Regions from separate parts of the Mus musculus genome. Here regions 2, 3, 4, 5, 6 and 7 are each linked to region 1. Evidence: chromatin contacts called from public Hi-C, HiCAR-type, HiChIP or PLAC-seq and promoter capture Hi-C data. All regions are on one chromosome and are shown on one strand. Each heading gives the region's core, a stretch centred on a gene start, on an enhancer-like site or on the middle of the called end of the contact. The rest is flanking DNA. Distances are from core to core; before and after follow the strand shown. Region 1 holds the start of Vapa (vesicle-associated membrane protein, associated protein A). Region 2 overlaps Fer (fer (fms/fps related) protein kinase). Region 3 holds the start of Fer (fer (fms/fps related) protein kinase). Region 4 has its middle 35 kb from the start of Fer. Region 5 holds the start of Pja2 (praja ring finger ubiquitin ligase 2). Region 6 holds the start of 1700016K05Rik (RIKEN cDNA 1700016K05 gene). Region 7 has its middle 55 kb from the start of Fer.

Region 1 (3,243 bases), core at 220-2,719:
AAAGTTGACAATGTTGTGTTTAGCAATATCAAATATTCAGCCAAGAATAAATAATTTTTACGTAGAGATGAACAAGGAAATCCATCTCGTTTGCATACAAGCTTGCTTTTGTCTTAAATGGATTTTTGGTCTGCTTCTTTTCAAAATTCATTTTTTAGGTTAGGATACAAAGTAAGCATTCAAAGAAAGAAAACAAACTTTTTTTTTTAAACGACCAATGTTTGCTTTATACCACTATTATATCCTATATACCTCGAGTGGCATGAAAGTTTTTCAGGTGTCGGGGCGGCAAGTTGAAAAAGTCTAATTAGCTGTATTCTAGACTGCTCATTTCGACATTTACTTCCAAGCAATCTAGAGTGCCTTTTCGTGGCAGAAGCATGAATATGTGCTTTGTTTCGCACGGAGCTTCCTAGAGATTTAAATTCAAGCAGCACCATAGGACACAATAAAGGTTTTTACAGCACATCCATTTGTTTTGTTTGCTCTTCCCGTCCCTGGATACCCTGGCAAGGGGCTGAATATCTGTCAGCAACTTGCTTGGCATTTTTTTTTTTTTTTCTCATTTGGTACAGGCTCTCCTAAGTGATACAGATAAAATTCGTCCCTAGCACGAGAATGTGGCAAACAGATTTGGGTATGAGTTTGAAGTGAACCACACTGTAGATACAGCACGTGAACTCCACGCTGTAGGAACAGAGATTTCGTTTCTACCCTTGTAGAGAAACTGTGCCTGGCACAGATTTCCCCTGGAACTCGTTCGCTTGTGAGCGAGATGTGTTTCCTTTGGCTGGGCAGGAGGGAGATGGGGAGGAGGCAGTCTTGGAACAGCAGGCAGAACGGAGCGCACGTTCGCTGAGGGCGGAAGGAATCCCCAGCAGACCAGAGGGACACGCCCTGCCGCTCTCCCAAAGGGCGGTCTCTCCTGGGATGCCTGGCTTCCAGGCAGCCTGCAAAAACCCTTCTCTTTTCCAGGGCAGACAAGACGCCCTCGGCGAGCCAAAAGCCGCGTCAGCGGCCCCACCCACTCGCCTCCAACGGACCCAGGTCGCCTTCCCGGTTCCCAGCAGCCACCGCGGAGGCGCCGCCCGCACAGGGCATGCTGGGAGTCGAGGTACCCGGCGCTTCATGACTCTCTTCCGTTCGGAATTCCACTTGGAACGCCGTGAGGTAGCGTCGTAGTCGGCGCTCCAGCCCCGCACTCGCAGCTCCAGGGCCCCAAGAACGACACCCCCTTCCCGGGGCGCCGTGCACCGCGTCTCCCCGCAAAGAGCCCCGCTCCGCCCCCCCGACCCTGCTCTACGGAGATTGACAGCGGCGCGGCGCCCGGAGCTGCGGCCAAGTCGGAGGTGCGCAGGCGCACTAGCTCAGCGTTGACCCCTCCCACCCCCCAGTTAGGCCCGGAGGGCGGGGCCAGCACGAGGGCTCCAGGCCGCGGGGGCGCGCACGTAGGCACGTAGGGCCCGTCACGTGGGGCGCCGAGGATCGCAGTGCGCGTGGCCGCGGCGGCTGGTGTGGGGTTGAGTCAGTTGTGACACCCGGAGCTGCTGAGCGGACAGGCTGCCCTCGGGACCCCCGCGGCCCGGCAGCAGGCGCGGAGCTTCGGGAATCGTGAGCCTGGCCCCGTCCTAGAGCTCCGCGGAGCCGGCGCCGCCACCGTCCCCTCGCCCCCGCCAGCGAACCGCCGCCGCGGGCGCGCCCCCGCTCTGCGCTGCGCTGTCTCCTATGGCGTCCGCCTCCGGGGCCATGGCGAAGCACGAGCAGATCCTGGTCCTCGACCCTCCTTCAGACCTCAAATTCAAAGGTAGGCTGGCTGGGACGCTCCGGAGCGGAGCTGAGGCTGGGGCTGGGGCTGGCGGGCGGCGGCGGGGTGGCCGGGCCGTGCTCCCCTCCCCCACGCCCCGGCCGAGCGTCGGAGCCGCGGCCCCGCTGCGTCCCTCGGCCCCGCGCCTCGCCGTCCGCCGCTGCCGGGCCGGGCCGGGCCGGGCTGGGCTGCGCTGCGGAGGGGAGGGGAGGGAGCCGCCGGGCGCCGCGGAGGGCTCCGCCGCCATCTTGCGGCCCCGCGGGGGCGCCGTGGGAGCCCGCCCGCGCCTTGCCCGCCGGCCCGCATGGCGTCCTTGCCCCAGGGGCGGCCGCGGCGCGGCGCGGTGCGGTCGGGCGGTGCGGGAGGGCGACTGGGAGCCGGAGCTCCCTAGTCGGCGGGCGCCAGTGGGCGCCGTTCGGCGGCTTTGGGCAGGCGCGGTCCGCCGCGGGCGAGGAGGCGTTCACGGTCGCGGCCTCGCCCGGAGTCTTTCCCGGTCAGGTGCGGGACTCTGGCTGAGCCGGGAGACCAGGCAGCAGAGTCTCTGGCTGGGACTGACCCCGCGTGTTGGCACGGCCCCCAGGCGCGCGGCAGAAAGCTGTGCGTCAGCTGGGGCATGCATGGTCAGAGGTTAATGGTAGTGGGTCCCTTGTGTCAGCTCGGATTGTCCCTAGGTACGGAGGACCCAGTCCTTGAGTGCACACTGTCTTTACTGAAGAATTCTTTCAGCGTTTGTGACCCGCTTACGCTTGCGGTTTCCCTGCGTATCCCGAGAAAGCTGCTAAGGTGCCACACAGCTCTGGAACTGTTGACTTTGGAGCATTGACTGTGATAGACAGTGGCTTGGTGATTCTTGTTCAGATCCAAGGCGGTTTGCCTTCTCAGTGTGTAGGAAACGAAACGTTACACAGAACAATTTACTTTATTTTAAGGAGAACCAAAAGAATGGAGCTAAAGAGAAAACGTGATCCTTCCTATCTTTAAATGTAAAGTGCCCCCCTCCCCCCCCCCCGAAAGTTAATACCTTGCGTTTTAATTTCAGGAACTGATGAAAACAATTTTCCTTAGGCGCACATCGATTCCAGTACTAAGAGAAAAAGTAAACCCATTAATAGTAGTGTAAGAGTTAGTCCAAATGAAAATAGCTGAATTGTCCTTGTGGGAACAATTTAAAATAGTTCCAGACACTTAAAGATTTTATATCTTAAATAGTTTTAGGGCTTATAAACATTGGGTATTCTGCTAGTCACATGCCCTGCAGGTGTTTCAGTACATTCACAAGTTTCTCTTTACTAGACAAGAACTTGATTGTGATTTTAAGGCAGCTCTAATATCTTTGGAATTGGGTCGTGAACCACACTTATAATCCCGGCATTCTGGAAGTCCAGAAACCATCCAAAGTTTGAAATCAACCCGGGCTACAAGGGAGACACTAGACAGTG
Region 2 (3,205 bases), core at 9-2,508, 1.7 Mb after region 1:
GCTAGGCAGTGGTTCTCAACCGTTTAAAAAAGAAATCCGTAGCTTTTCTGTATTATCAACAACAACCTTACTAAGGTCATAGGAACATGCCTATGTACAGTAGCATCAACAGCCAAACATCTTAGAATAAACCTGGACGAGATGAACGACTACCATGGTAAAAAGTTACATCCTCTCACATAAGCTATTGAGAAGACACCACAAGTTGGAAGGGCATCTCATGTTCATGGTCAGTATAACTAGTTCTGTGAAAACAACTTTCCAACAAAAGCAAGTGACAGATTAAATGCAATCGCAATCAAAATGCCCACGGCACTCTTGACAGACCCAGAAAAAAGGAAGCCTAAAGTTAATATGGAAGTAGAAAGGACAAACGATACTGAAGCAACTTTGGGCAAAAGGAAGATTTCCTGGTGCGGTTTCCATTCCAGACTTCAGCTACATTATAGAGCTATAGCAATAAAAACAACATGGCACTGACATAAAAGCAGCCATGCAGAACAGTGGAATAATGAACACTTGTAACTACAACCACTTGATTGATAATTGGGAAAAAGGGAAAAAAGTACACTGGAGAAGATGCAGCACCTGCAATGAAAGGTTCTGGGGAAAGTGGACGTCATATGCCAAAGAATAAAGGTAGACCCGTATCTATCACCATGCACAGAAATTAGATCCATGTGGACCAAAGACCTAAACTTAAAACCTCAAACACTAAAAGTGCTAAAGAAAACATGGGCAGTGCATCTGACAAGACACGGGCATAAGGAAGGACTTTATAAATGATAATCCATTAACCAAGGTTTTTAGGCCAACAATTGAGCAGTGAGACCTCATAAAACTAAAAGCTTCTTACAGCTAAGGAAGAGAATCTTTGCCAGCCATACATCTGACAGAGGATTAACATCAGAACACACAGAGAACTCAAAAAACGCAGTTAAGGAAACAAATGACAAATGACCCAGTTTAAAAAAAAAAAAAAAAACTTAAAAAAAAATCCTTAAAAAAAACTTAAAAAAAAAATCAGTGGCTCTAAACAGATTAATAAAAGAAAGAAAAGTGGCTAAAAAAATTCCTAAGAAGTATTCATTTTCACAGCAATTAGGGAAATGTGAATTAAAACAACTTTGAGACTTCATCTAACCCCAGCCAGAATAGCTAGGAAAGACAAAACAGCTGAGAACACAGGAGAAAGAGGAACCTAATTCACCTTCAGTGGAATGCAAATTAGTACAGCCACCATGCAAATCACATGGAAGAGCCTCAGAAAAGCTAAAAGGGAAGCTACCAAATGGCCCTGCTGTCCCACTGCTTAGCATAGGCCCAAGGGACTTGACATCTAACTCCAGATACTTGTTCAGCAATGTTCACAGCTGCCCTACTCACAAAAGGCAGGAAATGAACACAACCTGAATGTCCTTCACCCAACCGACAAATAAATAATGCAACTGTGATTTCACACACACACACACACACACACAAATATATTATGGAATACTATCCAGCTGTAAAGAAAACTGAAATTTGTGAGTAAACAGACAGGGTCTAGAAAAGGTTATATTGAGTGACAAAAGCCAGAAAGACAAACAGCACATGTTCTCTCACATCTGCAGTTCCTAGCTCCAAATCCTCAGATGTGTGCATACACCATGGAGTAACCACAGAAGCCAGTACAATATAAAGGGACTACAGGTTGGGAGGGGAAGAGCAAGACTTAAGTGAGACAGAGTAACAGGTGGTGACTCCAACTGCAAAGAGTGAGGGGAGTCAATACAGAAAGAGAAGGACAGGTGAGGGCCAAATAACACCAAGGTTGCTTGATAAAAATCTCAAAGATTGTATTGTTTTATATTTACCTTCCATCATGCACAATACATAGAAGTGTATTTACAAACACACACACACACACACTTTAATCTTAAAATCAGTGAAGCCACTTGGATTGACAATGATTTACCAAAAGCCATAGACTCACAAAGACCCACTACCTGGTAGGGGGAGGGGGGGAACAAGTCATTTCTCATGGTTGGTTAGCATAGTTCAAGTGACTCCTCAAACAATACAGGATGTAGTTCTCCGTTGCCTTTCTTGGGTTAGGGCTCTACTGCTGCTAAAGCCAGCATACACTTAGGACACAGGATTCAGATAGTTAGCACTGGATCTGACCAGAAAGCCCTTTTCCTGCAGCCTAGTTTCCATAGTTCCTGAACACACTATGCGTGCTGCCACGGGCAGGAAGCAATTAAACAGTCCCACCCAGATGAAATACCCATGTTCCAGGACAATGACCAGCAGAACAAGAAACGCATAAAAGTGCAAAAGGTACAGTCTTGCATGAGTCAGCCAAAACTGTCCAGTTGAGCTTAAATCCCACCCACTATGAAAAGAACAATGTCTGGTACTAGAACCCTAGCAAACTGAGGTCATAGACCTTACAAAACAATCTACTGTCACGACTATTAATTACTGGGGGGGGGGGGATTAACCTCCCCTAGGGAACAGCCCTAATTGTCCAAGGCTAAGTGGTCAGCCTTGAAAACATATACACACCAGCAACAAAATAGAACAAAGCATCTTTTATTTACATATATTTATGTATGTACACATGGGCACATGCACATATATGACAATAATAAAGAAAAGGGCTATTATATTAAGGACAGGAAGGCATAGGAGGGGTTCAAGGGAAGGTAGCAGTGAGGAGCTGGAGGGAGGAAAGGGAAGGGGAATGTGATGTAATTCTATATCAACTTAAAACATCGTTTATGTATATGAAGTGGATAGTCTAGAGAGATGGCTCAACAGTTAAGAGAACTGGCTGCTCTTGCAAAGGACCTGGGTTCAATTCCCAGACCCACACAACAGCTCACAACTGTTTAAAACTCTAATTTGAAGAGATCCAACACCTCACATAGACATACATATAGGCAAAGCATCAATGCACATGCATGAGATAAAAATACATGATCTTTTAAAAAGTGTATCTAAATATAATCTTAATTTACACCAAAATAACTTAAAATACATTTTATATATCCTGACATGGTACATAAAACTTTTTGTGAATTACTCCTGGAAGGTAGTAATAAGGATGTTTACAAAAAGAAAAAAAAAAATCCTGACTTTCATGTGTATCCTCTTGTAAAATTGCATATATTTTTAACATCTACATGCACTAAATGCATTTTTTCTAGTTATACCAGGG
Region 3 (3,297 bases), core at 438-2,937, 1.7 Mb after region 1:
CAGAAAAGTTAGAGCCACATGGCAACTAAGAATGAAATTCAAGAATTCTGTCTACAAAACCCTAGATTATTTCTCCCACACAAATGACTTCAACCTCTGAAGTAGAGTAGAAGCTGGATAGTACATCATCTTCGCTAGTGTGTATTAATACTGTCAATGCAGAAAAGAAACAGATCTTTGCCAAAGGTCTTTTATGGAAGAGAACCGAAAGTGATTCCCAGAATGCCTATGTACTCTGAAAACATCCCCAGGACCTTTGAAAGCCCTCAACTCTAGGGCTATCAGAAAATCTTTTCTTGGCTGTAAAAGGGACACTCAACCTTTTTACATCCTTTGGCTCTTCCACACACCATTATAAAGCCTACACAGGTGTGTATATAAATAGTCCCTAAACCACACCATGTATTTTGCAATACTTTTCCTTTAAACCTGTTCTTATTTCACAGATGGACTGCAAAGTATTTTTTAGATGTTAACCACTAAAATACTGTGGGCCTTATCTTTAGATTCTCTGACATCAGACGTTTATATACGGTGACTTCAGGTTGAGAAGGTTCTTTCTGAAAAATGCCTGAAAACTCCTGTACATGTTGGAGTAGCATATGTTAGGGTGACCGTGAGACCATTGTGAATATATACAGCTTCTTCCGAAGTAAAAGTATCAAAAGCCTCATTGCTCTTACGTCATAAGATATTGAAAATGAAAGGCTGCCCGAACAAACTGAAATTGCAATGGCATGCCCAACAAAAATCACAAATGCACAGAGTTCCAAGCGACCACCTCATGGAAACTTAATTGTTCAAAGGAGCCCTAGCTCTTACCAAAACTAATCTCATGAACTCCTTTCGGAGGGCTGATCTTAAGAGGAGTCCAAGGAAGACACAAAGGTGCCTCCAAATACCTCAGACCCCTAAAAAGCCCTTAGGGAAAAAATCACCCCTGACAAGTCCAGATGCCTCCAGAAGTCTCCCTGGGCCGGACTTCTGAAAGGCTGCCCTGAACCAAAGGGGCAGTGGGACGTGAAGCTGAAGCGAGGCGACACAGGGTCAGAGGGTCCTGATGAAAGGGGCTGCGGGAACTCTCGGGGCTGGGTGCCACAGGAGAGGGCGGCGACGGGTGAGGAGACCAGAAGGGGTGTGGGCACCGTGGGCGAGCGTCGGAGGAGCGCAAGAAGGGAAAGGGTGCGGGCTCCCCACCGCAGCAGCTCCCAACCCCGCCCCACGCCCCGCACACCCGCGACCCGCGACGGGGCGGGGCCAAGCGCCCGCCACGGCCGGCACCGCCCCCTCAGCCTCCGGGTCCCGGGCGGGTAGGAGGGGCGGGCCTGGCGGGCCGGGTGAGCAGCCCGGACCCAAGCCCAACCCGGAACGTTCCGTCGCGCGGGTAGGATGAGGCGAGTGTGACCCCGCAGCCCCGGCAGGGGACCGAGCTGGCTGAGGGCAGAGGAAGCGCCTCCGCACAGCCCGCGTCCGCTGGGCCAAAAGCCCGGCGCCCCCCTGCAGGCGGGAACGGTTACCCCCGCGCTGCGCTCGCCTTCCGGCCTCCTTCCCACCTCCCGGGGCGTTGCCCCGGGCAACGGTGCCTACGGACGGCGGCGTGAAACGCACCTACCTAGAACCTGACAAGCAGAAGCCCCTCAGACCCGGGAGCCAGTCGCCACCCGGCGTCACGGGGACTGCTCCAGCCAATAGGCGCCACCGTTGCGAGGCTCGACAGCCAATCCCGCTACACTCCGGTCTCCGGGCACCCCGAGAGTTTAGCCAATGAGAAGGAGCAAGGGGCGGGCGCTGCCACCGGCCCCAACCCCCTCTTCTACAACCTCCCAGGAGGCGGGCGCGGCCCATTGGCTCGGACCCGCGAGGGGCGGAGCTCAGCGAGTGGGCGGAGGCTGGAGTTGCGGGCGTGAGGAGGCGTGGGCCGTGGCCACCGCCCTGCGTGCTGTTTCCCGTCGAAGCTTGTTCTTGCGGTCTCTCGCGTAGAAGATCCCGCTTCTCCGAGCCCAGCCGTCGGCCTGAGCGGTGGGATGGGCGCGGAGACCGAGGGAGCCTGACAGGAAACTCCGGAGACTCGCGGGGCCAAAGCCGGGAAGTAGCCTGTCCGGGTGATAAGCTGAGGCCGCCCGGAAGGGTCAGCCCCGCGGCCCTGCCGGAAAGGAGGTGTGACGAAACGTGGAGCGCCCGCGGGGGACCGGCGAGGGCCGGCTCTCCTTCCCACCCCGAGCTGGCTGTGCAGCGAACTCTACCTTCCCGCGCTCTGCTTGCGTGTGCTGTAACGTGGATTCCTTTAAATCGGCTTTGCGTTTCTGCGGTGTGCTCAGAACTGCCTTTCCCGCTCCTGTGCCTGCAGTGTCAGACGCTAACGAGCTGACATTCTCTGGAAACATGAGGATGCTCTGCAAAGAGAGCCGCGAGTCCTGGGAGCGGTCCCCTCGAAAGTACTTACCTCTAGGAAAGTCTAGAAAGCGAGGGCCTAAACTGATGTGTTCTTCCAGTGAGGGCTGTTTTCCGAAGCGCTCCTTTGCCAATTTGGTACAAAACAGGAGTAAGGTGGACCTGAACAGATCTTAGTAGGTGATCTGGAGCTCTGTGATAGGTGTTCATGGAGCGTCACTCTCGGGATTGCTGTAGCACGCTTTTTAAGGCAGTGTCCTCTTGTACGTGAGCTCAGCCACATTCACATTCGTCGCCTGCAACAAGTCTGACAGCTCCATTTCCCCTCCCACCCTTAAACCTTTGAGTTAGATTAGAGCCAAAGAAGAATTAATACTTTTTAAAATTCTAAATGGTTATTCACTTAAGTCAGTTTCAAAGACCAAGAAACCAAAACATACTTTAAGGACACAGATATCTTACAGTTGAAAATGGATGAGAGTCTCTCCCCCTTTTTCTCAGAAAACAATTATAAAGTTCTCTTGTCAGATTTATGGTCCAGGAATATCTTTTTCAAGAACGTGGAATGCACAAGAGTTGTGAATCGTTGTTAGAGCACTTGAAACCTTAGATGAACCTCAGCCAGGCTATGGGAAGCCACTAACAAACCTGGGAGTCGGTGTTTTTCTAAGTTCACAGATAGCAGAAGTTCACCTTATCACCCAGTTTCTGAGAAATTCTAGAACTCCAAATTTTGAAACTACCTCAGGCATAAGGATTGCCTTTTCTCTTAGCTAACTCTGTTGGCCACCCCAACAAGTCCACCATAGATGTGACAAACAGAGCCAAGTAGTCTTACCTGAGGACTAGTTATTGTTCAATATGAAAATCTAAATAATGGGTTGTATCTACTCATCTATAAAGAAG
Region 4 (3,319 bases), core at 755-3,254, 1.8 Mb after region 1:
ACTCAGGAGGCAGAGGCAGGTGAGTCTCTGAGCTCCAGGCCAACCAAGGCTACACAGCAAGACCCTGTCTCAAAAAATAGGAATAAAGTTTAGAACAAGGCAAATAATAAGATGATGTTTTAATTAATTAAATGTGTTTATGATTACTGTGTGTGTGTGTGTGTGTGTGTGTGTGTGTGTGCGTGCGTGTGTGTGTTAGGCAGAGGACAATTCTTGGGAGCTCTCACCTTACTGTGGTTTCTGGGAATCTAACTCACAAACTCAAGAAGTTAGGCTTGCACGGCGAGCACTTTTATCTGCTGAGCCATCTCACCAACCCAGTTCAATTTGTTGTTATGTATTCAAATTATTACAGAAATTTGTCATTTTTGATAGTTAAAAATTTTGGAAAATATGTAGCTAAAGGGAACTGCAACCCTATAGGTGGAACAACAATATGAACTAACCAGTACCCGGGAGCTCTTGTCTTTAGCTGCATATGTATCAAAAGATGGCCTAGTCGGCCATCACTGTAAAGAGAGGTCCATTGGACTTGCAAACTTTATATGCCCCAGTACAGGGGAACACTAGGGCCAAAAAGGGGAAGTGGGTGGGTAGGGGATTGGGGGGGTGGGTATGGGGGACCTTTGGGATAGCATTGAAAATGTAAACGAGGAAATTACCTAATTAAAAAATAAATAAAAAAAAGAAAAGCACATATTTCATGAAAATGATTTTTAAACAGTTTAAGGGACCCATGCAAAAAAACATAAGCCTCTCAAAACCACTTTAGTTTTTCTAAAAATAAATATTGATTTTTTAACATAACTTCGTAAGATTTCTCTGCTGTGTATAAATAATCACAGGTGTTATTACACACACCTTATTCTTTCCCACTTTCAAAGCTTACTCTAGTGCTTGAATGCCACTCCAAAGCCCATATATCCGTTCATTATTCTTGACATCCATATAGAATTCAATGCAGGAAGAGGATGCCACTAAGCACTAGCTAGAAAGGAATTTAAAACAGGAAATCAGGTACTCACAAAACGATTAGATGGATTCAAGGAACAGAAGCCTGAGATCTGCCAGCTGATGTCGATTTTGGGGGCAAACACTGTGGTGCAGAAGGCTGAAAACTGCTGCTGTTCACCAAACAAGTAGAGCCAACTGCCTAGGTTCTGCTGGAGCTGGTGACCGGACACTGACCGACTACCGTATCTGCTCCTCCAGATATGAGGAAACTGATAACCAGACAGTGGAATGCTGAGCTCAGACCAGCAGCAAACACCAGTGAGCCACTGTGCAGGACTTCTCACTATGAAGAACTCACCATGAAGGACTCCTCCATGCATATCCACCTCCACCCCACTTATTCACTGGTGGAACGGAAGCACCTGCCCATCCAGGACCCAAGATGTTAAGAAGAGTTTGAGAAAAGCCATTTCTTCCTGTGGGCAAGACAGCAAGGATGCTGACCATAGACTGTTCCCCATCACCAACTGGTTGTGCATTGATTAACTGTTCTCAGCTGTAGGCGAGGGTGTGTATGATATGAAGACCTAGTGTGGAGTTTCAGTGTTACAGTGTGTCCTTTTACATATATCCTTCCGTGTCCCTGAGAGAACAACACATTCTAGGAATTGATGTTACAGGTTGGCTGTAAAATTCTTTACACGAGGAACAAAACAAAACTCACTCTACCCTGGGTGAAACGCAAATATGGCATGAGTAGTGCAAATATGTCCCGAGGGATATATTTAAACGCCATTAAAATGTCAATCGTGAACATTTTCGTGATTTTTGTAGAAGCTTTCCACATCCCCACTTAGTTTCATAATTCTGTGATAGCTAGAAATGCTTGAGAGATACCTCATTCCTCTATCGCCAAACCTAAATTAATAGCAACTTTAGAGCTTTATCCACTTCATCTAAATAACCGGCCCACTGGGGAGTCTTTGTTTACACTGCCTCAAAGACATACCAGGAAGGGGCGTGACCAACAGTTTGGAACGAACTGAACTGGGGCAATCAGGGCAGAACCAATGGGCTCACACAGAACAGCATTCTTAAAGCCTGAACTGGAGTAACTGTGAGGAATAGCAATAACTGGCATCCTCAGAGTGCCTGTCAGAGGCCAGGCATTTAATTCTCTAGTCTCTGCTTCACTCTGGGAAGAGAGAAGCCACTATGACCCTCTCTGTTCAGAAACAATCCTCTGAGAAGAGCTTACCAGGGTCACAGTAAGTGTCATTGTAAGTGCCATTCCATGAAGCTACAGCCCCAATCCTTGACTGCTTTTAATCTGGAAAATGGGATCTTTTCTTGGTTGGCCTTGAACTAACTCTGTACCAAGCAGGGCTTAACCTTGCAGTCTCTCTGCCTTCATCTTCCCAGGGGACGAGGCAGGACCACACACTCACAGCACTCACAGCAGCTGTGGGTGGGTCTGCACAAGATTCAGCCAGTCAACATTCCTATATGAGCCTGACTCACAATAGAGATGATAATGACAGTTGGTGGCTTCTCATACATTTTTTTTGTAGGGCCCCTGGTAGGTCAACATGATCTACTGGATGGCCCCCACTTCTAGAAATATGTGATTAGCATAAATTAGATTTAGGCTGTTATTAAAGAAAAAACCAACCAAACAAACAAACAAAAAACAAAAGCAAAAACAAAACAAACCAGAAAACTAAGTTGGAAGGCTGGGGAGGTAGGGATGTATTCTTTTTCCTCGAGCTGAGATATAGTTCAGAAGAAAAGAAATAATTTCTAAATTGCTTAGTCTTCTATACTTGTATATACCAAGTTAAGTTAGCTTCAAAATAACTTCAAAGATCAGTAAGCATGTTCTCTTAAAAATATTTGCATTCTGTGTACATGGTTGTTTTACCTCCATATATGTCTGTGGACCATGAGTGGTCCTGGGGCTGGAGGAGTCAGAAGAGAGCATTAGGTTTTCTGAAACCGGAGTTACAAATGCCTGTGAGCCATGATGTGGTGCTGGGAATCAAGCCCAAATCTTCCAGAGGAACAGCACATGCCCTTAACCACTGGGCCATTGCGCCAGCTCCAGCCCACATAAATACATTCTTCATTATTCCTATTTGTTCATTTCTTAATAGTGAATTTTGAAAATACATAAATGATGATGGTCTTATGGGTCAGATTTCTGTTGAGAAAGAATCAATAGCCTGTGTATGTGTACATGTATGCGTGAAGGTGGGAGAAAGAGAAGGAGATTTTTTTTAAGACATAGGCTTCTTACTGTGCAGAGTACCCTGGTAGGCTGGAGGCCAGAGACAAGTACCAGCTAGGTCCACAGAGAGCCTGAAGG
Region 5 (2,971 bases), core at 86-2,585, 1.3 Mb after region 1:
GCAAGGACTTGGAGACATGTAAAAGAGTAATTTGGGGGGCGGGTAAAATATATGCTACTGGGGTATTCTGGGAATTAAACTTGGTTTCACAAAATGTCTAGCAATTTCTCGTGTTTTTATGGGAAATGTCGAATCATTTCTTTACATCGATGGTAGAAAAAGTAGTTTCAGTTCACTGGCAGATTTTACAGCTAAAGGACATCACAAGAAGTGGGGCTCTTAATCTGTGTGGGTAGGGAGGCCACGTGATAAATATATCCTGGGCTTTTGAGCTCTGGGTGATGAAGCTGGGGGTGGGGGCGGGGAGTTAAGAGAAGAGAGCTAGGCTGTAATCAGAGAAGCAGGCAGGCTTCAGGATGAGAAAAGGGGACATGTGCATCACTGACATAACGAACTTAAACTGTGACTGGGTTTAAATTAAGCAAGGTGTCCAGGGACTCCAGCTGTTGTATTTATTTTGGTTGCATGAGACGAGAGCTGATAACTCCGAGCCTGACACCCGATATAACTTAGCTGTCAGCTGCTAAACTCTGGTCAGGCCAAATCTACATCTCACCTATAGCTGCTTTATACAAACAGAATCAGAGAGCAGGGCGAGGGTCTGACCAGTGGTGGGCGGGTACCACGCACCACAGAGAACCACAGCAAACAAGCTCTTCGTACGTTTCTTTCCCTCGCTGCTATCAGAATTGCAACTGGTTTCGGATTTTCTTTTCTTGTACTTCAAATTGCAAATACTGGGTAACTTCTCACAGCCTTGGGAACCGAATTCTGCACCTCCATTTTGCTGGGGGGCATGCGGGAATGGAGGGAGAAGTGTAACTGCGCCAGTCCTGCGCTCAGCTCTCCACACCCCCTTCCCTTCGGGAGACCCCGCCCTTTTCTCCCAGCCAAACCACAAAAGGCCTGACAGTGGATCGGGCCTCGGCGCCCCGCCCCCGCCCAAACGTCGCAGTGCTGCAGGGGCGGGCGCAGGGCCAGAGAGGGGGCGGAGCCAAGCGCGTCTCCACTCTCCTCGGCCAATCCGCGAAGGGCCTGGGAGAGAGCTTGCAGGCGCCAGGCAGAGAGACAGCCCCAGTTATTTTCCCTTTTTCTGCCACGTCCAACCATGACGTAGGCCTACTTCTAGGACTGCGATTGGATGCGTGCTTTTCCCCCTGCAGAGGGCCGTGAAGTCTATTGGCTGCGCCCTCAGGGGGCGGGGCTAAAGCGCTCCCTTCCTCCGCCTCCTTCGCAGCGCAAGGGGCGGGACGCGCCGCCGCCGCCGCCGCCGTCACCACCTCTGCTTCCGCCGCCGCCGCCGCCGCCGCCGCTGCAGCCGCTGCGCGTTCGGCGGGGGAGGAGTCGGAGGCGGAGAAGAAGGCGGTGGTGGCGGGTGGAGGATCGAGCGCTGTTCTCGCTCTGGAGCCGCTGCACATCTCGGTGAGGGCAATTTTTATTTTTTTCTCTCTCCATTCTGGCTGATTCTGTCAGAGCGGATCTGGGTGAGGGAGCCGCTGCCCAGGCGCCTCGGCTTCGGGGGTCTCCGAGGAACGGACCGAGCCGTGGCCGGCCATGGTGGGTGGGGTTGGCGACTGAGAGGCCTCCGGCCATCCCGCCCGGGGCCGCGCTCTAGCCCGAGCCGCCGCGCCCGCCGCCCGCTCGCTCCCGCCGGCTGTCTGCTGTCCTTGGTGCCCTGGTCAAGGACCCGGCGCCTTGCCCCTCGCGGCCCGCCAGTGCCGCCCACCCTCAGGCCCGCCGCGGAGGACCGTGGCGCACTAGGCCTGCGGGGCCCCTGCCCGGCCCGGCACGGCACGCCTTCCATCCCTGCCTCCCGGATTTGCGTCCTCCCCGATTGTCACCGAGGCCCAGGCACCCTGTCAGGCAGTGCCAGTGGCCTACCGTCTTCTTGGTCAGCGTTAGGCCCCAGCACGCCTGTCAGAGGCACCTTCAGGGCTCCCCTCCCCGCCCCCACCCGCACCTCCACCCCCACCCCAAGATGCCTCCAGGTTTATCATTTTTTGCGCACATTAAAAATGGTGAGTTGAAAGCTGCCCAGACCAAGTTGAATAAAATAAAACAAAAAAAAAAATTGTATGTCTACATAGACAACTGCTTTGACGATCCTCATTCTGTCAAGTATACGATTCTTTTTTTTTTTTTTAAAGAGGCCTTACTCTATTTTTATCACGAAATATTTGCTATTATTTCTTTTAAGATGGCAGTCATTGCTGAAGACTTAACAGGTCATTTGATGAGTGTATACAGGAACGTAAAAAAATAACAGAAATAAACGTAACATGTTTGTGATTGTCTTCTGGATTTCATGTCTTTTTATATGAAATAATTTTATTCTTCTATTACAGACATGCACCCTCCGTGTAAAATTCAGCAGTATAAAGAGAGAAGTATTAAATAAATACTAATATGTGACTATTTTCATCCTTCAGTGCCCCACCAGTATTTCGGTTTGGTGGTCATCTTTCCAAGTGCTTTCACAAACGCATCTTGAAAGATACACACACATGCAGAGTTGTCTCCTTCAGGGATGGGGGTGAGGGCTATGCTGAGCACATTTGTGTAAAGCTTGCTTCTTCTAATTATATATCTTGGACATAGACTCCCGTTTTATGTAGGCCTCCCTAATACTTTTTCTATCTAAGGGTACATCCTATTTCTTTAATTTGATGGACTTTAATTAAGTATTCCTACTGAAAGCCGTTTCAGTGCTTGCAGTTGAAAGTTATGCTTTATACTAAAGGTAACTAACTCACGTATTGATTGATTGATGCTGAACTGTAAGCTCTGAATCGTTTATTTTAGAACATTTCACGGTGTGGAAGACTGTAATGTAAAAAGAGCAGCCCCCACTTTGCCTTCTAGTATATTGCCTCTATCCCAAGACTCAGACACTGTTTTAATAAGGGGGAAAAACCTGTGTGATCATTTCTGGAGCACAGATCCAGACGTACAGTTGCAGAAGTAAAGGGTA
Region 6 (3,060 bases), core at 256-2,755, 1.1 Mb before region 1:
GAACTCAGTTCCCTTATGAGAATCTAAAACATCACAGAATATCAGCCAAGAGGACGAATTTGTCTAATTTACAAATTAATCTAGGGCCAGGCCTGCTAACCCTTCTTAGTGTGTACTTAATTGGTCATTTAATGATAGTTACTGAATTCATAGCACCAAGAAGTAGAAAGATATGTATAATTCCCTCATCTTCATAGCACACCAGATGTATTAGAAACCCAAGTATAACAAACAATTAACTGTGATAGACTTAAGTCAGAATGTGATTGTGCCAATAAGATAGGCTCTGCATATGGAATACAGGACTTGGAGGTGGCCTCAAGAGGCTGAACCCTCCCAGGAGTAACAACTTCCATTGGCAAGAATAGGACACAAATCGTTTTTGCAAATAGGATGGAAAGCCACAGAAAGGAGAATTGGTGGCAGGAGGAGAAAGCCACGGCCTGGTGCATCTGTCTTAGCATGGAATGGAGACTCTGATCCTTGAATCTAGTTCAGAGCTTGTTGAAATGGGTCTGCAATGGAGAGCGGTAAAAGGAGAATGTCTGTCTTACTGGAAGTCGTCGAAGTAGTGAATCAGTTGTTCTGGTTAGCGTTGCAGAAACACAGTTCCGACTAGACACAGTAGAGTACACTTGTTGTCCCGGCTACTCAGGCAGGAGGATCCATGACCAGCCAGAATAACATAGCCAGGAAGAAGGTGATAAGGGAGGGAGGAAGACAAGGAAAACGGTGGCTGTGGTAATCTCGGAAAAGCAGCTGGAGAGGGGCCATGGGCTCTTCACTAGAGAGCAGGCTCAGCAAGAAGCTGGTGTGGCTAGTGATAGCGTGTTTATGGGAGATCACAGTCTGAATATTATTGGGAATGGGCATCATTAAGGAAAGGTGAGAAGTTGGATATGAGCCTGGATCTTTGGCTTTGTGTCTTGGACTGTTAATGTGAAGGCTAATAACCAAGTACCTAGCAAATCCCTTCCTACCTCACCCCATCCTCCAAGAAAGGGCTGGAGATTTAAGGAAATGGCTGAATGGCTGTTTAACATGTGGAGTTTGAGAAGACGAGTGAAAGACAGACACGAGGAAGTCTCAGGAAAGAGGTGAACTGAAGGTATTGCAAAATCTGGGGTCTCCTTTTCATTTGCCACCATCTGCTGTGCCTTCTCTACCCTCAGCTTTAAGCCAGACATGAATATCAAGATGAGCAGACAAGGCACGATCTAAGAAGTGTCAAAACAACGATTATACTAATGAGTACACGAGTGAACACGCACACATATGTGGGTGGCTGTGTTCAGTGATCGGATGCTATATTAGTCTGTTTTTTTCATTACTATAATAAAGTCCCTGGGGAATCTACCTTACAAAGCAAAGAGGCTGATTAAACCTCATAGCTCTGGAGTCTAATCATCTCAACAACACTGTTCAGGGTCTTGCAAAGACCCCCTTGGCTTCACCACATCATGGTGGTGTGGGAAGCCGTTGCAGAGTGGCAGTTGCAAAGTGGCAGTTGGCTACTTCTGGCCACCACACATACATAGGCAGTGAAGGTTCTTTTGCCAAGACAAGTTAACCAATCAGATGTGAGACACGCCTCTCCTAGGCCTATGTAAGCAGCACCAGTTCTGGGCTCAGGGTCTTTTTGCCTCTACAATCAAGCTCCCCCAATAAACGTGTGCAGAAGGATCCTGTTGCAGCATCGTTCTTCCTGGCCAGTTGAGCGCGCGCAAGATGGTGGGAAACACTAAGAGTCTTTCTCCCTCATTCATTCTAAAGCCACTGGAATTCAAACACACAATATCTACCCCAAAGACATAATTCACTCTGATTACATCTCAGAGATTTCCATCTCTAAAGCTCTTAGTGGTATTCACTCACTGTCTTTGTAATACTGTTAGCATAAGACTTTGGGGATTAGACTCCAGGCATGACTGGGAAGGGAGCTGTGTTGAGTGAGAGCATTTAGCATAAAGCAGAAATGGGAATGAGAAGAGAAGCCATTGGAGACAGCAAATAAAAATACAGAAAAGGGAGAAAGGAATGGCAAAAGAAAATCACAGACAAGAGAAGAGCTTGCCCGTGATCAAGCATAGCTGTGTAGAGAGGGTGTGGTCAGTCACCACAGGCTGAGGCTGCACAGGTAAATTGTGTCCTTGGGCACCGGTAACATGATTAAATTCAGTGACAATGGTTTCACAGAGTGATGTGGGACTCATACCAGAGGGTCAGGGCTGGGGCTCATCTGGACCTGAAGCTAAGGCTGCAAATGATGTTCCCGAAGCTTGCTGTACCTGCACTGGGACTGGGACAGTACATATCCAAAAAAAGATGAATAGGATTTGGGGACACAGACAACCAGGCCATGCAGCAGGCATGCTGTAGATGTGTTCCATGTTGACAGAGAGAGCCGAGGCTTTGTCACAGATTGCTGAATGTGCACTTCTAGAATGGAGTTTCAACAGCTTGCTATCAAAAGTCCCCAAGGGTTTGCATGAGGAAGGACCATGAACAGGCGACACATTGGAGATTATGCAAAGACAGCCACTTAAAACAAGAAAAAAAAAAAAACAGCCAAGAAGTTGACAAGGGAGTACTCTAGACGACTCCTCCCTCTCTTCAGAGGAACGCCTATGAGGATTGTTAGGCCATGTGCAGTAGAGATCAGTTCTAGCTAATTAAAGTCAAAGGGGAATTTACTGGGAAAATGCAAGGATCCTTAAATGCTAATGTGGAATGTGAAGCTTGCAGATGCACAGGAATGAACACAGCAAAGCCAGAGGGTCGGGAGGCAGACAGTGTGGTGGGAGGCTACTGCTCCTCCTCCCTTATGCTCAAGATCACAAAGATGGAGCAGAGCATCCAGGTCCCCAGGGTTGGTTCATGTACCTTCCCTGTGCCCAGATACTCTGTGCTAATTAGGGATTTTTTTTGTAAACTTGATACAAGCTAGGGCTGTCTGGGAAGAGGTAATCTCAACTGAGAAGATGTCTCCATCAGACTGGCCTGTAGGCAAGTCTTGGGGACATTTTCTTGATTAATAATTAACGTGGATAGACCCGACAC
Region 7 (3,178 bases), core at 548-3,047, 1.8 Mb after region 1:
ACCTCTGAACCTGTAAGCCAGCCCCAATTAAATGCAGTCCTTTAAGAGAGTTGCCTTGGTCATGGTGTCTCTTCACAGCAAAGAAACCCTAACTAAGACAATATGTAATAGGGGTTTCAGATAGTGACTTGGAAAACTAGATTATGGTACATACACAGTCTCTGGAATAAGTAGTATTAGCAGTTATGTTATTAATATAATGGTTATTATTATCTTGAATGGTATAAATGCATGCTGTATTTGAAAAGTGTTTAGCATAGGAAAGTATTCACAGTGTAGCAAATGCCACCTTAGGAAATTGTGCTGCCAGTGCACAATTGCACAGGCTGGAGAATTAAATAAATGAAGCTGCTTTTGTCCTTCAGGAAGCTGGAGAATCCAAGATCGGGATGCTATCTGATCTAGTTCCTGGGGAGGGCTGTCTTTCGCACTTGCGCTGAGTGTCCTCTCATAGTACCTTCAGTGGGACAGAGAGACAGTATGAGCTCTATAGCCCTTTCTTAGAAGGGCAGTAATTCCACAATGAGGGCCCTCCCTTCATGGTCATGTGCAAACCCGATCACCTCCCAAGTCCCATCTCTATAGACCATTCTTTTGATAGGAGGAGCTTTAGCACATTTGAAGGAATGGGAACAGCAGGAGCAAGTATTTAGTCTATTAACAAATGTTTCAAGAGAAAAATAGAATAGAAAATTAAAATGCATTTAATATATATATATATATATATATACATGCTACATATGCGTTAGTACATAAAGGGAGACATCGAGATGACAAAGTGTTAGCTGTCACCTCTATGTCATCAGATGATTATTGTTTCTTTATTTTCCATATTCATGTAGATATACATGAAGAATATAAGTTATTTATAACAGTCATATTCTTGTTTGTTTGTGTTTTGGTTTTGTTTGTTTGTTTGTTTATCAAGGCAGGTTTTTTTTTTTTTCTGTGTAGCTTTGGCTGTCCTGGAACTCACTTTATAGACCAGGTTGACCTCAAACTCTGAGATCTGCTTGCCTCTGCCTCCCAAGTTCTGGGATTAAAGGTGTGTGCCACTACTGCCCGGCCAACTGTGTGATTCATTTTTAGAACTGGGACTACAAAAGACACAGTACGGTGGCATAATCAGCCAAGTAGTCTCTTTGTATATCTGCATATACACTGGTTTGTGGCAGGGTTTCATCTGTTTCAGGATGAATTTTAATCCCTGATCTTCCTGCCTCCACATCCTGAGAGCTGGGATGGCGAGTGTGCCCAAGGCACCGCGCCCAACTAAAAAGCCTTAAAGGTACGTTCTGAACCGTTTTTTTTTACACGGCGCTCAGTTGAATAGCTGGCGCTTGACTCTGTAAAAGATGCAGTGGCCTTTGACACTAGCCCCAGTGACACACCTGACAAGCCTTTTGGGTGCAAGGGTGTAGTACTTTTGGGGAGTTAGACAGGAAAATCAAAATCTAAGGATCGGAAAAGAGGGCTTCCAGGATGCCCTCTCCAGTAGGTAGGGTGACTAACCACCTCAGTTTGCCTGGAACTAAGAACTGAAGTTAATGTGTGGTGTTTTCAAGAGCTTAAAATCAGAGAGGCCCCAGGCGGGGCGGGTGGGTGGGTCTTCTCCGTTTCAGTTCCAAAAGCACAAGACCTGGAACATTGAAGTGTGACTCAGGGGGCTGAAAAACATCCAATTGCTTGCTTTGTTTTGTTTTGTTTTCTTCTGAGAACCTCTCTTGGAGCCTCTGAACTGCACACACTTTTCGGCCAGTAGCCAGGGAAGCAGAGAGGCTCAAGGGGGCTGGGTGGGGAGCGATATCAGGAAGCCTTTAGGAAGCAAAGAGGCTAGAAAAATCCAGAAGGGAGGAACTTTGTTGTCTAGAGGTATCTCCTGCAGAAACTTAGCGACTGGGGAAAAAAAATGTAAAAAACAATAAGGATTTGGTCTTTTCATGACTTAAACTCTGTTCATCCTTGTCCTCATTTTCTGTTTTAAAAAACTGTTGCCATGACAACACCATGAACTGAGGTTCAACCTCCTTAATGTTTGCTGGTCTTGATATGTTATTTTAAACTGCAAGGCTTTCTTTCAAAAGTCTTGATATTTTGTCTCTCAGTCTCTTTAGAAATCATTGCATGACTTTATGGTGCTTATTTCTGATTTGAACACTGAAGGCATATTCAAAAATAAAAGTTCTCTAGGAATTCTACCATATGCCCCATGTCTCAGGTATATAGAGATAATCTATACATAATTATTATGGAAATATGCTATGTCTTTTCATGTACACAACAACTGCATTCTGTAGTTTGTTATACACTGTTCTATTCTTTTTCACTGGATGTCATTATCAAAAAGGTCAAGGAAAAAAATTAAACCATGAAGAGCCTCGTACAGCTAATGATAAAATGCAATCAGAAGTGTTTAAAAATGTGGAGTATATTTTAAAAAGTGAAACGTTAACATGTTTTCTAATCCTGAGTGTTCCTGGAGAAAAACATATTTAATATTCGAATTTAGGGCTCCGATTCAAGCAGGCATATTGAATATCACACAAACTACACTGCATAGACAGCCAAACTCAGACTCTAAAGCCTGTAAGCTAATGAGATGCATCTTTGATTTCCTTAATTAGCATGTGAATGCACAGACTTAAGCATCTTAATGCTTTTGTGTTTGTTGAGTGAATCAGTTATTCATTAATAATGGCAGAGAATAGGCTTGAGAAATTAGCCAGGATTATGTCTTTCTCTCTGTTTCTGGCATTCCTTCCCTTCCCTTTCATGTAGACCACATGTTGGTTTGATCAGATGAAGAATGTGCCAGAAAGAAAACTATCTAAAATATTTAGGCAGACTGGTTCATAGGCTGCCTACAAATCATCGTGTCTGAAATTCGGCATTGAAGTAGCTGAGAGCTATGTGGACCGCCTCGAGGGCACCGAGGACTACTCTGCTGCTGCGAGGGGACATCCTCTGGGGACCTGAAAAGATGGCTGCCTGATGTGCAGAGGTAGGCACGGACTGGAGTGGGTCCTAGAGTTAGGAAGAAAACTCCAGAACAAACAAATAAACAAACAAAACCCAAAATCCCTACATTTCAGTTTTCTGAAGCTCACACCAATTTGGACTGATTTTGGCAAGTCTCAGCTTGACAAACTTCAAACCCGTGCCTCCTCACCTAGCTTCT

The links. Promoter capture Hi-C pulls out the DNA fragments that hold promoters and counts their contacts. A called contact is a pair of places that touch in the nucleus more often than the background predicts. HiCAR-type assays count read pairs that join an accessible place to other places. HiChIP or PLAC-seq counts read pairs in DNA pulled down with a chosen protein or histone mark.
Region 2: a promoter capture Hi-C map of pre-B cells shows a contact between it and region 1. The contact joins the enhancer-like site here to the promoter of Vapa in region 1. A contact is called at or near these places in 7 of 39 promoter capture datasets (the 3T3-L1 cell line, cranial neural crest, hippocampal neurons and 3 more) and 4 of 115 datasets of contacts at active chromatin or transcription factors (astrocytes, embryonic forebrain, epiblast stem cells and 1 more).
Region 3: a promoter capture Hi-C map of pre-B cells shows a contact between it and region 1, with 7 times the contacts expected there. The contact joins the promoter of Fer here to the promoter of Vapa in region 1. A contact is called at or near these places in 8 of 39 promoter capture datasets (the 3T3-L1 cell line, cranial neural crest, frontonasal cranial neural crest and 5 more), 2 of 484 Hi-C or Micro-C datasets (both in embryonic stem cells), 4 of 115 datasets of contacts at active chromatin or transcription factors (SST interneurons, astrocytes, embryonic stem cells and 1 more) and 3 of 9 other capture datasets (adipose tissue, embryonic stem cells and liver).
Region 4: an H3K27ac HiChIP or PLAC-seq map of embryonic stem cells shows a contact between it and region 1, with 6 times the contacts expected there. The contact joins the enhancer-like site here to the promoter of Vapa in region 1. A contact is called at or near these places in 7 of 39 promoter capture datasets (the 3T3-L1 cell line, the HPC-7 cell line, cranial neural crest and 4 more) and 5 of 115 datasets of contacts at active chromatin or transcription factors (astrocytes and embryonic stem cells).
Region 5: a Hi-C map of B cells shows a contact between it and region 1, with 14 read pairs. The contact joins the promoter of Pja2 here to the promoter of Vapa in region 1. A contact is called at or near these places in 11 of 39 promoter capture datasets (the 3T3-L1 cell line, 3T3-L1-derived adipocytes, cranial neural crest and 6 more), 10 of 484 Hi-C or Micro-C datasets (B cells, CD4 T cells, CD8 T cells and 6 more) and 7 of 115 datasets of contacts at active chromatin or transcription factors (cardiomyocytes, embryonic stem cells, epiblast stem cells and 4 more).
Region 6: a promoter capture Hi-C map of liver shows a contact between it and region 1, with 2.6 times the contacts expected there. The contact joins the promoter of 1700016K05Rik here to the promoter of Vapa in region 1. A contact is called at or near these places in 2 of 39 promoter capture datasets (liver and stem cell-derived epiblast-like cells).
Region 7: a HiCAR-type map of astrocytes shows a contact between it and region 1, with 4 times the contacts expected there. The contact joins the enhancer-like site here to the promoter of Vapa in region 1. A contact is called at or near these places in 3 of 39 promoter capture datasets (the 3T3-L1 cell line, hippocampal neurons and second pharyngeal arch cranial neural crest) and 4 of 115 datasets of contacts at active chromatin or transcription factors (acute myeloid leukemia, astrocytes, large pre-B cells and 1 more).

Annotation. Positions count from the first base shown.
Region 1 is chr17:65,611,781-65,615,023 of GRCm38.p6, reverse strand. It overlaps Vapa (vesicle-associated membrane protein, associated protein A), which reads left to right and starts at 1,469. Exons shown (of 6, transcript NM_013933.3): 1 at 1,469-1,804. The coding sequence starts at 1,726.
Region 2 is chr17:63,929,819-63,933,023 of GRCm38.p6, reverse strand. The region is part of intron 7 of Fer (fer (fms/fps related) protein kinase); the gene reads right to left. Among named protein-coding and RNA genes, the nearest start is that of Gm52300, 38 kb to the left of the region's middle. Within about 2 kb of position 1,258, at least 26 of the 459 cell types and tissues checked have an H3K27ac peak or open chromatin away from gene starts, as enhancers often do. A contact at or near this core is called in pre-B cells, where this site is marked.
Region 3 is chr17:63,862,371-63,865,667 of GRCm38.p6, reverse strand. It overlaps Fer (fer (fms/fps related) protein kinase), which reads right to left and starts at 1,687. Exons shown (of 19, transcript NM_001037997.3): 1 at 1,613-1,687.
Region 4 is chr17:63,827,811-63,831,129 of GRCm38.p6, reverse strand. No RefSeq gene overlaps it. Among named protein-coding and RNA genes, the nearest start is that of Fer, 35 kb to the left of the region's middle. Within about 2 kb of position 2,004, at least 9 of the 459 cell types and tissues checked have an H3K27ac peak or open chromatin away from gene starts, as enhancers often do. A contact at or near this core is called in embryonic stem cells, where this site is marked.
Region 5 is chr17:64,330,247-64,333,217 of GRCm38.p6, reverse strand. Pja2 (praja ring finger ubiquitin ligase 2) reads left to right here and starts at 1,335. Exons shown (of 10, transcript NM_001025309.1): 1 at 1,335-1,422.
Region 6 is chr17:66,712,901-66,715,960 of GRCm38.p6, reverse strand. 1700016K05Rik (RIKEN cDNA 1700016K05 gene) reads right to left here and starts at 1,505. Exons shown (of 2, transcript NR_151453.1): 1 at 1,358-1,505. All of the region lies in intron 21 of Ptprm (protein tyrosine phosphatase, receptor type, M), which reads left to right.
Region 7 is chr17:63,807,515-63,810,692 of GRCm38.p6, reverse strand. No RefSeq gene overlaps it. Among named protein-coding and RNA genes, the nearest start is that of Fer, 55 kb to the left of the region's middle. Within about 2 kb of position 1,797, at least 26 of the 459 cell types and tissues checked have an H3K27ac peak or open chromatin away from gene starts, as enhancers often do. A contact at or near this core is called in astrocytes and stem cell-derived neural progenitor cells, where this site is marked.